Regions from separate parts of the Mus musculus genome. Here region 2 is linked to region 1. A link is a contact called in public HiChIP or PLAC-seq data. All regions are on one chromosome and are shown on one strand. The core of a region is the stretch at or near the end of the contact, and the rest is flanking DNA. Distances in the headings are between cores, read along the strand shown. Region 1 holds the start of Tex52 (testis expressed 52). Region 2 overlaps Tulp3 (tubby-like protein 3).

Region 1 (5,038 bases), core at 1,335-3,834:
AGCAAGCGAGTCCGCATTGCACCCAAGGTGTTGCTATCCAGTGAAGGAATAGCCCCGCTTCCTGCCACAGAACCACCGAAGGAGGAGAAACCCCTGCTTGGAGGGGAAGGGCTGTTGCCTTTACTTCCTATTCAGTCCATTAAGGAAGAAGAAATGCAGCCTGAGGAGGACATAGCACACTTAGAGAGGCCTATCAAAGTGGAGAGCCCTCCCTTGGAAGAGTGGCCCTCTCCGTGTGCATCGCTCAAAGAGGAGCTATCCAACTCCTGGGAAGATTCTTCCTGCTCTCCTACCCCAAAGCCCAAGAAGTCCTACTGTGGGCTCAAGTCCCCAACGCGCTGTGTCTCAGAAATGCTGGTGACTAAGCGAAGAGAGAAAAGGGAGGTGAGCCGATCCCGGAGGAAACAGCACCTTCAGCCCCCCTGTCTGGATGAGCCTGACCTGTTCTTCTCAGAGGACTCCAGCACATTTCGGCCAGCCGTGGAGCTCCTGGCGGAGTCTTCCGAGCCTGCACCCCACCTCAGCTGCCCTCAGGAAGAGGGAGGACCTTTCAAGACCCCCATCAAGGAGACATTGCCTGTCTCCTCCACTCCTAGCAAGTCTGTGCTCTCTAGAGACCCTGAGTCCTGGAGGCTCACACCTCCAGCCAAAGTTGGGGGGTTAGATTTCAGCCCAGTACGAACCCCCCAGGGTGCCTTTGGCCTTCTGCCTGACTCACTGGGGTTGATGGAGCTGAATACCACCCCTTTGAAAAGTGGTCCTCTCTTTGACTCGCCCCGGGAGCTCCTCAACTCAGAGCCCTTTGACCTGGCCTCTGACCCCTTCGGCAGCCCTCCACCACCACATGTGGAAGGCCCCAAGCCTGGCTCCCCCGAGCTGCAGATTCCCAGCCTTTCAGCCAACCGTTCTCTCACAGAAGGCCTTGTCCTGGACACAATGAATGATAGCCTCAGCAAGATCCTTCTAGACATCAGTTTCCCTGGCCTGGAGGAGGACCCTCTGGGCCCTGACAACATCAACTGGTCTCAGTTCATCCCTTAGCTGCGATAGAGGCAAGGCCTTGCCCCTGCCACTCAAGCCGCCTGCTATCCTGGCACTTGTGTGGCTCAGGGTACCCCAAGCCGTCTGAGGGAAGCTAGCAGGCAAGGGCTGAGCTGTGCCCTTTGACCTAATTATGTCAAGATGATAGCCGCATCTAAGCCACACCAGGACCTATGCAAGCAGTAGGATCCCCCAGAGTCCGAGTCCTCCACTCCCTGCTGGCAAGTGAAGTGGGTGTGACGAGCCATGAGGACCAGGAAGTGCCCATTAGTCACTCGGTGCTCCTGGCAGGGTAACCCTTATAAATGGTGTCAGCTCCCCAAGTTGTCCTGTAACTATAAATGTAAGCGTATTTCCTTAGCTCATTATCCAGAGATGGCCAGGATGGGGAGAGGGACGGGGTTGCACTTTGCTTCTGCTTGTGGCCTCTGGGGGAAGGACCTGCAGTGCAGTCTCTCCACACTGTGGGTTCTGCTATAGGCTTCTAGAGATACAGGTTGCCGTGCCAGGATCCTGCTTACTGCCCTTTCCTCGCAGCTCCCCAAGTCTCCAAGTCAGTGGTACTGCATGAAGAAATCCTGCTGTGAAAGCCTATTGGATTCGGGTGTAGGGAGATGGGTGTGCCTGAAGCAAAAGCATGGGTACTCACAGGAGTCCTATTAGGTGTTTCTCTGATAGTGTTCCCAATCATGCCAGGGAGTCTACCACTGAGATCTCAGGCTGAGGCCTGAGAAGGAGAAAGTGACCCCTCACTTGCCTGGCTTCCTTAGCTTGCTCCTGAGCTTTGCAAAAAACCACCCTAGACCCCACTCTACAAGCTACAGAACAACACTACTGTAACTACCTACTAAATAAAGCCCGTGGCACTGGTCTTGGAATTGAGCGAGAGGTGGAGCCTGGGGGTGATGGGCAAGGCCTGCCCCTGCTGCATGGGCCTTCCACAGATGCTCTCTCCCGCACCCTTCTTGGACTCTGAGGTTGCCAGCTTTGTCTGTTGCGATGATTCATATCTATAATCTCAGCCTTTGAGAGGTAGAGGCTGGAGGATCAGCCCTCTATGCTACATGAGATCCTGCCAACAGAGTCCAGTTCCCACTGTTCCCTGCCCTGCCCACCTCTTCCTTGCCACCCCAGACCTTGTTCCATGGGACCAGACTCTGACTTAGGTCCTTGTTGATCCCTTGGTAACAACAGCAGTTATAGTCCTCCAATTCCCTCCCATTCCATTCAGTATTCAGGCCTGAAAGCCGAAACTGTTGTAGGTGTCTCATTACCACCTCTATCCCAGCTCCAAGCCCAGGAGCCAGCCCCCTTCCTGCTCCTGAGCCTTCCCAGGCAAGGCTCTCGCTCAGCAGCTCCTGTTACCAAGTTTGTAACCAGAACTGACAGCGAAAAGCATCAGGGACTGAGGAGCCTCCCAGGACAGGCAAGGGCCTCCTCCCAGCAGCACCAGTCAGGAAGCATCACCATAGCAACCCTAGCAGCAAACAATGGTACCAGAAAGGGCTTTCCTCCAAAGCCGCCTCTCCTGGCTCTGTGGCTCAGAGGAAGAATGGCCAACATCCCGAAGAAAACATCCCTCCAAAAGTCAAGCCTGAGCCAAGTATCTCGTACCAGGGAGCCTTTCCTGAAGGTAGAGTGGGGCCCAACAACGCAGCCAGCCTTTCAGGTTGTCCTGAGCAGTAGTCTCTGGTACATAAGCCAGTTTCTGCTTTCATCCTGTGGTACCCTAAGTTGGAGCTCAGAACAGAAAGGAGAAGCCTGGGCAACAGGTTGAAGAGGCCTTATCTAAAGGACTTGGGATCAGAAATGTGCTTAGCTTTGGGATTTACTTTTGGATTTTGGAGTATGTGTATGTATGTCAAACTATGTTGGGCAAGGACCCCAAACTTAATATAAAATTCCTTTGTTTCATATGTACCTCGTACACAGCCTGGAGGTGATTTAATGCATGCAGCATTTTTAGGATGTCTATGATTTGACTGAGGCTCATCACAAAGGTCAAATGTGGAATTTTCCACTTTGAGACGCCATGCCTTTGCCCAGGGTGGGTGGGTGGATATTTTTTTAGCATTTGTGATACATTTTCAGATTTTAGGGCTTTTCGTTTTGTTGAGGCAGTCTTGTTATGTAGCTCGGGCTAGCTTGATACTATCAGCCTGCAGTATCTCTGTCTCAACCTTCTCAAGGGCTGGCAGTATAAATCTGTGCCAGTATGACCAGTTTTGGTTTTGTTTGTTTAATTTTGAGACAGAGCCTCCCTATATAGCGCTGGTTGAAATGCACAGCTGGACCAGGTTATTGCCAACCCTGTGGAGTGCTGCCTCCTAACTGGAGTTACAAGCACTTACTGTCATGCCTGGGATAGACTAGGCATGTTTGTGTTAGCTCACAGACCTCTCCTCTTGTAGAAGACTTAGGGAATTCGGTCCAGCGTGGCATGCCTTTCATTTTAGCATTCTCCAGCCTGCTCCACAGGGGTACATGTGAGACCTCGCCTCACAAAACCGGGAGGAAGGAGAGAGAGAACAAACATGCAGGCGGCCACTGAGCCGACTCGGGTGCTGAGATCAGTTGCTGCACCTGACAGCCTGAGTTCCAGCTCTAGAATGCACACGGTGGAAGAACAGGCTCCTACAAGCTGTCCTCGGGCCTCCACATGCATGCTATGACATGTGTGTGTTTACACACGCACTAGGGTTTCTGATTTTAAGAAGTAAGACTTGGGGATGGTACCGAAGAAACTGGTGGGGGTATTGGAGTGAGGAACGCCCTAGAGAGGCTGAGAGGGAGGGACATTTCTGTCCTGGGCTGACTATGAACAAGCTCTTCGCCGTGTTTCATATAGCTAAGTACACTGAGTTTGAACACAGCTTAAACCCGAACTCTACTCAGTTGAGACCTTGTGTGAATTCCTTACTGCAGCAGAGTCTTTCCACATGTGACATAGGGACTTGTCAGTTTTCTACTGCTGTGACAAGATACTCGTGGTAACTCAAAAGAAGACAGGGTCACCTGGGCTCCTGTGTGTGGTCATTTGGCCCTGCTGCTCTAGACCTGTGAGGCAGCACATGGAAGAAGAGTGTGGAAAGAGACAGGAAGGATCGAGGGTCCCACTGTCCCCCTTAAGAGCATGTTCCCAGTGGCCTAACTTCCACTAAGCCCTCAACCTAACTGCCTCCCAGTCGGTCCTCAGACTGGAACCAAGCCTTTTACAAAGGACAAGCCTTTTGAGGGACACTGACACAAACCATAGCAGAATTTGGATATTTGCTCATGGGGGTGTAGGGAAGAGGGCACAGAAAAGGTAAGGAAATTCTAGATTCTTTGTAGACCAACTGACCTTTATTGAGAAATGACGGAAGATGCCCATGACAGCACAGGTAATAAGTGGACTCTGGCATGGAAAGGCAACTAGCCCTCCTTTTGGGAAATTGCCTAAGGTGTCTCTAGGACCAGGAACGGGGAAGGTAGGTGTACTGGCTAGTTTTGTGTCAACTTGACACAGCTGGAGTTATCACAGAAAAGGGAGCTTCAGTTGAGGAAATGCCTCCATGAGATCCAACTGTAAGGCATTTTCTCAATTAGTGATCAAGGGGGAAAGGCCCCTTGTGGGTGGTACCATCTCTGGGCTGGTAGTCTTGGTTCTATAAGAGAGCAGACTGAGCAAGCCAGTAAAGAACATCCCTCCATGGCCTCTGCATCAGCTCCTGCTTCCTGACCTGCTTGAGTTCCAGTCCTGACTTCTTTGGTGATGAACAGCAATGCGGAAGTGTAAGCCGAATAAACCCTTTCCTCTCCAAGTGCTTCTTGGTCATGATGTTTGTGCAGGAATAGAAACCCTGACTAAAACAGTAGGCTTCTAGAATGGCCAGCATGGGTCATCCCCTAGGCTCGATGTGTCTACAGGGACACATAAGAGGACATCGGAATGGAGGTGAGTGGTGAAGAGTGAAAGTTGATAATCCAGAGCAAGGACATTTGCCACCAAAGCTGA
Region 2 (5,006 bases), core at 1,180-3,679, 41 kb before region 1:
TGGAACTCCAGATACTGAGCTCTGGTGCTCAGGCTTGGTCGGCAGTAGGTGTCTTTAACCACTAAGCTGGCTCACTGATGCTCAGAGCCTAGTTTCTAAAAGGATGAACACAGGAACCTGTTTTCAGTATCCAGCTACCCTACCACGCTGCAGCAGACTCTCCCCGGTGGGAGCTGGCAATGCAAGCACCTCACATCCACTGATCCTCACAGGCCTTCACTTTCTCACTTCAAGGGTGGGGATATAGCATGGTGATGAAGGTCTATGAACTCAGCATCAGGAGGCTGAGATGGGAAGCCAGCCTGGGTTACATAACAACACCCTGTCGAAAAGGAAAAGGAAACCAGGTTTGCTGCCAGGCAGTGGTGGGACATGGCTTTAATCCCAGCACTGGGGGGAGGCAGAGGTTGGTGGATTTCTGAGTTCAAGTCCAGCATGGTCTACACAGTGAGTTCCAGGACAGCCTGGAGTACACAGAGAAACCCTGTCTCAAGGGGGGGAAAAAGGCAAAAATAGACAAAACCGGGCACTTGATGTCACTGTGAAATTGTTTTTAAGGAGAAAAAGAGATTTCAGGGGAACTCTAAAACGCATGTCCTTCTGTAACACCAGCAACTGACAAAACAGCCTCTTGTCACAGAATTAGAGTGTAGTAGACAAAGTAGTGAAGAACAACTCTGCTAAAAAAGAGGTGATGTGAGTGTCTATCCTTCAAGCCAAGCTCCGACCATCTTGGGGTGTTTAGCTGCACCCTCTTGCAAAAGGACAATCCAAAGTGGGCATGCTGACTGTTTATAACCCCTCACATAGGGCAGGGGAGGGTCCCAAGACCCTCAGCTGAGTAGCTAGTCTCTGTCTACCACCTGTTGTAATTGCAAGCCTTGGGGACGCTGGAGGGCAAGGCTCCATCTGTGACACCAAGGGAAGTCCTCACATCTGCTGGGTGAGGCTTTTCAGCTGAGGTCTGTTGGGCGAAGAGCTCCCATTCCTGAGTAGCCCCTCCCCCCATGCTCTGTAAATAAACATTATTTCCACAGAGTGACCTTTGGTGGAGCTGGCCCTCAGTTTGTCACTGGCACCTTAGAAGGTGTTCATCTTGTTTATGCCTCCTCCAGAAAACCATCTGAGTAACAGGCGGGAGTAGGCAGTGGATAATTTTCAGAAGGAAAAATCATATACAATAACCACTAGGCTGTAGTCCACTACCTGCTTTCTCAGACAACAGCATAAACAACAACTGTTGCTAAGCATTCCCCCTTCAATGTCGAAGATGTTGAAACCCCAAACAAGCCTGGGCCACTTAGAATACAAGCCAGTGAGAGAAAGGAGGATGGATACCCCGTCTTAAGCTCTGCACCATCCTCACCGTGTTTTTGGAGAATCTCCTGAAGGTCTGGCTTGGGGGCTGTCTCCTCGGGGCTTTCCCCATCTGCACTCCCTTCCGTGCCTTCTTCTGGGGCAGGGGAGCCCACAGAGAGAACCTGAGGCTTGCTTTCCAAATCCTGAGCCTCTGGCTTAAGGAAAGCAGCTGGACCGTCGATGCCTAGGAGTCCAGAGGAGGAGAAAGGGTGAGAGTTAACCAGAACTGAGCTGGCCGGTTGCGGGGATGTGCTCCTATGGCTACCCAGGCCTGGGACCGATTCTATTAACGAACTTGGCTAACTCAAGCTTTGTTCAGAACCTAGGACTGAGACCAGGAGGTTGGGGGAGTGGCTCAGTGCCAGACAATGTTCATTCATTTGGAGAATTTTGAGGTTTAGTCATTCATTTCAGAAAGTACAATTCATTTTGCATCAGAATCAGTAGTTCTAGGGTGGACTTAAATTTGGAGGCATCTTCCACGTTTTTTTTTTTTTTTTCTCACAAAGACCCAGAAAGCGCCTCAGCATCCCCCCCCCCCCCGCCCCCGGCCTTATCTCGGGTCTGTGAAAACTGTACTTAAGTCAGAGGTGGCACTGTCTAAATACACACCGTGTAGGATGACGTCGCTGCGAGGCATCTGAGGGTCCACCAGAGGCGTGTGCTCCTCACTGCCTCGTGGCTTTAACCTTCGCAGCCTGGCTTCTGGGTTTGGCTGTACCATGAGTGGCTCAAGGCGCTTCTTTCTCTGCTTCTTCTCCAGCAGTGCCCTCTAGAGAGATAATGCGGCATTACAACACAGGGCCTACCCTCTTGGAATAGCTTAGACTATTTTTTTTCTGAGACGGAACGTTCCTATGGATTCCAGACTGACTTACAACTAGTAATCCTGCCCAGACCCCCCAAATCCTGGGATTATAGGGATGCACCCCCTCCCCCTAAGGCCAACCTCAGTTTTGCATTCTTGTTCGGTTACAAAAATTCAAAATCAAATGACCTTGACTGAAGTGGGAAGAAAGAAAAGGCACCTGGGACATTCTGAGCAGAGAACAAAGAGTCTGTGGGTAAAAGCAAGATGAAGAGGCAGGGGGTGGGGCAGGGCATTTGCTTTGTGTTCTAGTTACTGCTGCAGTGCTAAACAACAGAACCAAAAGTAACTTAGAGAAGAGAGGCTTAGCTTCCACTTCCACTCAAGTCTGGACAGGAAACTGGGGGCAAGAGCTAGAGTAGAGGCCTTGGAGGAAGGCTGCTTGCTTACTGGCTTGCTCCTTGTGGCTGGCTCAGTTTTCTCTTATTTACCTCAGGCTAACCATCCCAGGCATAGCACCACCCATAGTGGGCTGCATCTTTTCATATTAATCATCAATCAAGAAAAATCCCACCCCCAGGCTTGCCTACGGTCCAATCTGACGGGAGCAGTTTCTCAATGAGGTTCCCTCTCAAGTTGAGTCCAGCTTGTGTCAACAACTAACCTACACACCCTTTGTGTTCAAAGCCGTGGTTACCAATGAGTTTGGGGGTCGCTCATTTAGTCTCAGCTACTTTGGAGGCTGAAGCAGGAGGATATCTGCCTCTGCCTCCTAAGTGCTGGGATTAAAGGCTTGCGCCACCCGAGCCCAGCACAGGAAGATATCTTGATCCCAGGAGTTCATGTCCAGACTGGGTAACAAGGTAAAGTTAAGTCCCTCCAAACCAAACCAAACCAAACCAAAGCAAACCAAACCAAAGCAAACCAAACCAAACCAAACCAGTAGCAAGATAAAGAAAGCAAGAAAGTCAGGCAGAAAAGCATGAAGGGTCAGGAGAAGGTTCCAGTACAATGGAAAGGAAAGGGCTGGCACATGTACTATTTTTTTTTAAGTTATATTTACTCTGCGCATAAATGTTTTGCCTGAAAGGATGTATGCACGTGCTACAGTGCATGCCTGGTGCCCACAGAGTTCAGAGGAGGGAGTCAGATCTGGAACTGGAATTCCAGACGTCAGGGCTGTACAGTGAGACCCTGGTTAGTTTAAGTTAGAAACACTTTAGGACTGTTAAGTCATTAGGGAGATGGGAACTGGGCTGCATTTCACACCCACTGAGATGCTAGGAGCCAACACTAAGAGCTTGAAGATTAGACGCCTCCTCCTACACTTGGAAACATGAGATCAAATGCAGTAGCTCGAGTGGCTATAATCTTCGGGTGTCCATCTGGGGAGACGGGAGACAGGGACGGGGGAGTCTGCAGAAGCTCCAGCCAGCTAACCTCAATGGCTAGGTGGCTCATGCCACCCACGGCTCTGTCTCAAGCTGGCTGGACAGCTGAGGACTGAGACCCACAGGTTGCCCTATGATTTTCTCACACAGGAACAAACACACATCCACATAAGCCTGGTATGAGATGTGACCGTGCCCCATAAATATGTACAATTATTATGTGTCAATCAAAGATGAATGTGCCTCTTATAACCTGCCCTTGGTTCTTATTCAATAATTAGTCCAGTAAAGGAAACAAACGCAGCTGGGCAAGGTGGAACACGCCTGTAATCTCAGCACTGGGGAGGCTGGAGTCAGCCTGGGCTAGGGTGAGACCCTGTCTCAAAACTCCAACCCGTTCCCACGTCAAAAATAACTAAGTAGCTGGGCAGTGGTGGCGCACGCCCGCCTTTAATCCCAGCACTGGGGACACAGAGGCAGGCTGATCTCTGTAGTTCGAGGCCAGCCAGGAACTGCCATCCAATCCCCCGCTCCGAGAAACTGAGCTGTTTCCCCTGTTGCTTCTCTGCCACACTGGGATGTAACTTAGGGGGCTGCGCTGGCTACTTCTATGTCAGTTTGATCTAAGCCAGAGTCATCTGGGAAGAGGGAGTCTCAGCTGAGAAAATGCCTTTCTTTAAGATGGACCTTTAAGCAAGACTGTAGTGCACTTCCTACAGGGACCCTCACCAAACACCAAACAGATGAAGCTGTTAAATCTTGCACTTTAGTGTCTAAAACTGTGAGCTAAGCAAGTCTCTTTTTTAAAACAATGCACCCAATCTCACGTATTTTGTTATAGCAACAAGAGATAGGCCAATGCAACTTTTACTTCCTTATTTATTATCATTATTATCTTGGGTTACTGAGATATGGTTTCCCTACGTTGTTGGGGGTTGGACTATGGCTATGTATACAAGTGCTAAATTCTAAAACCCAATTCTGGTTGCTATCCAGGCAAGAGCGTCCATCCTCCATTATACCAATTGGCTTTTGTTGTGTAAGCCTTACTCCCCACTTTAAGGCTATTGGTTAATAAAGGGCTAGAGCCTGTGATTGGGCAGAACAGAGAGACTGGCAGAACCTGAGACCTGAGTGAGGGGTCTGGAGAGAGACCACAGGAGTTGGGGAGGGGAGAAGCTGGAGAGAGGAGGCGGAGGCTGCCATGAGACTGGATAGATTATGAGCTCGTGGCCAGGAGAAATGCCCCCGGAGGACAGGCTGATGGAGCAAAAGCAGCCCAGGCGAGACTCAAACAGCAGGGAACAAGGAACATAGAACCTGCCCAATCTAGCTTGCAAATAAACATCAGAGGTTTTTTTGTGTCTTTTATATGGGCTAACTAAAGTAAATAATTCTTTTATCCTCTTTGCTCAGAGTGGCAGTGAACTCCCAGGGAGCTGTCTCAG

Evidence for each region. HiChIP or PLAC-seq counts read pairs in DNA pulled down with a chosen protein or histone mark.
Region 2: a contact with region 1 is called in an H3K27ac HiChIP or PLAC-seq map of embryonic stem cells, with 5 read pairs. The contact joins the enhancer-like site here to the promoter of Tex52 in region 1. A contact is called at or near these places in 3 of 39 promoter capture datasets (the 3T3-L1 cell line, frontonasal cranial neural crest and macrophages), 9 of 484 Hi-C or Micro-C datasets (LSK cells, the P5424 cell line, embryonic fibroblasts and 3 more), 9 of 115 datasets of contacts at active chromatin or transcription factors (the 230-238 cell line, the HPC-7 cell line, the SCID.adh cell line and 4 more) and 3 of 9 other capture datasets (adipose tissue, liver and pancreatic islet).

Annotation. Positions count from the first base shown.
Region 1 is chr6:128,372,926-128,377,963 of GRCm38.p6, forward strand. Tex52 (testis expressed 52) reads left to right here and starts at 2,585. Exons shown (of 3, transcript NM_027697.1): 1 at 2,585-2,674. The coding sequence starts at 2,594. Foxm1 (forkhead box M1) reads left to right here. Exons shown (of 8, transcript NM_008021.4): 8 at 1-2,961. The coding sequence ends at 1,041.
Region 2 is chr6:128,332,467-128,337,472 of GRCm38.p6, forward strand. Tulp3 (tubby-like protein 3) reads right to left here. Exons shown (of 11, transcript NM_011657.2): 3 at 1,972-2,131; 4 at 1,367-1,543. Among named protein-coding and RNA genes, the nearest start is that of Tulp3, 21 kb to the right of the region's middle. Within about 2 kb of position 2,430, at least 67 of the 459 cell types and tissues checked have an H3K27ac peak or open chromatin away from gene starts, as enhancers often do. A contact at or near this core is called in the P5424 cell line, embryonic stem cells and primordial germ cells, where this site is marked.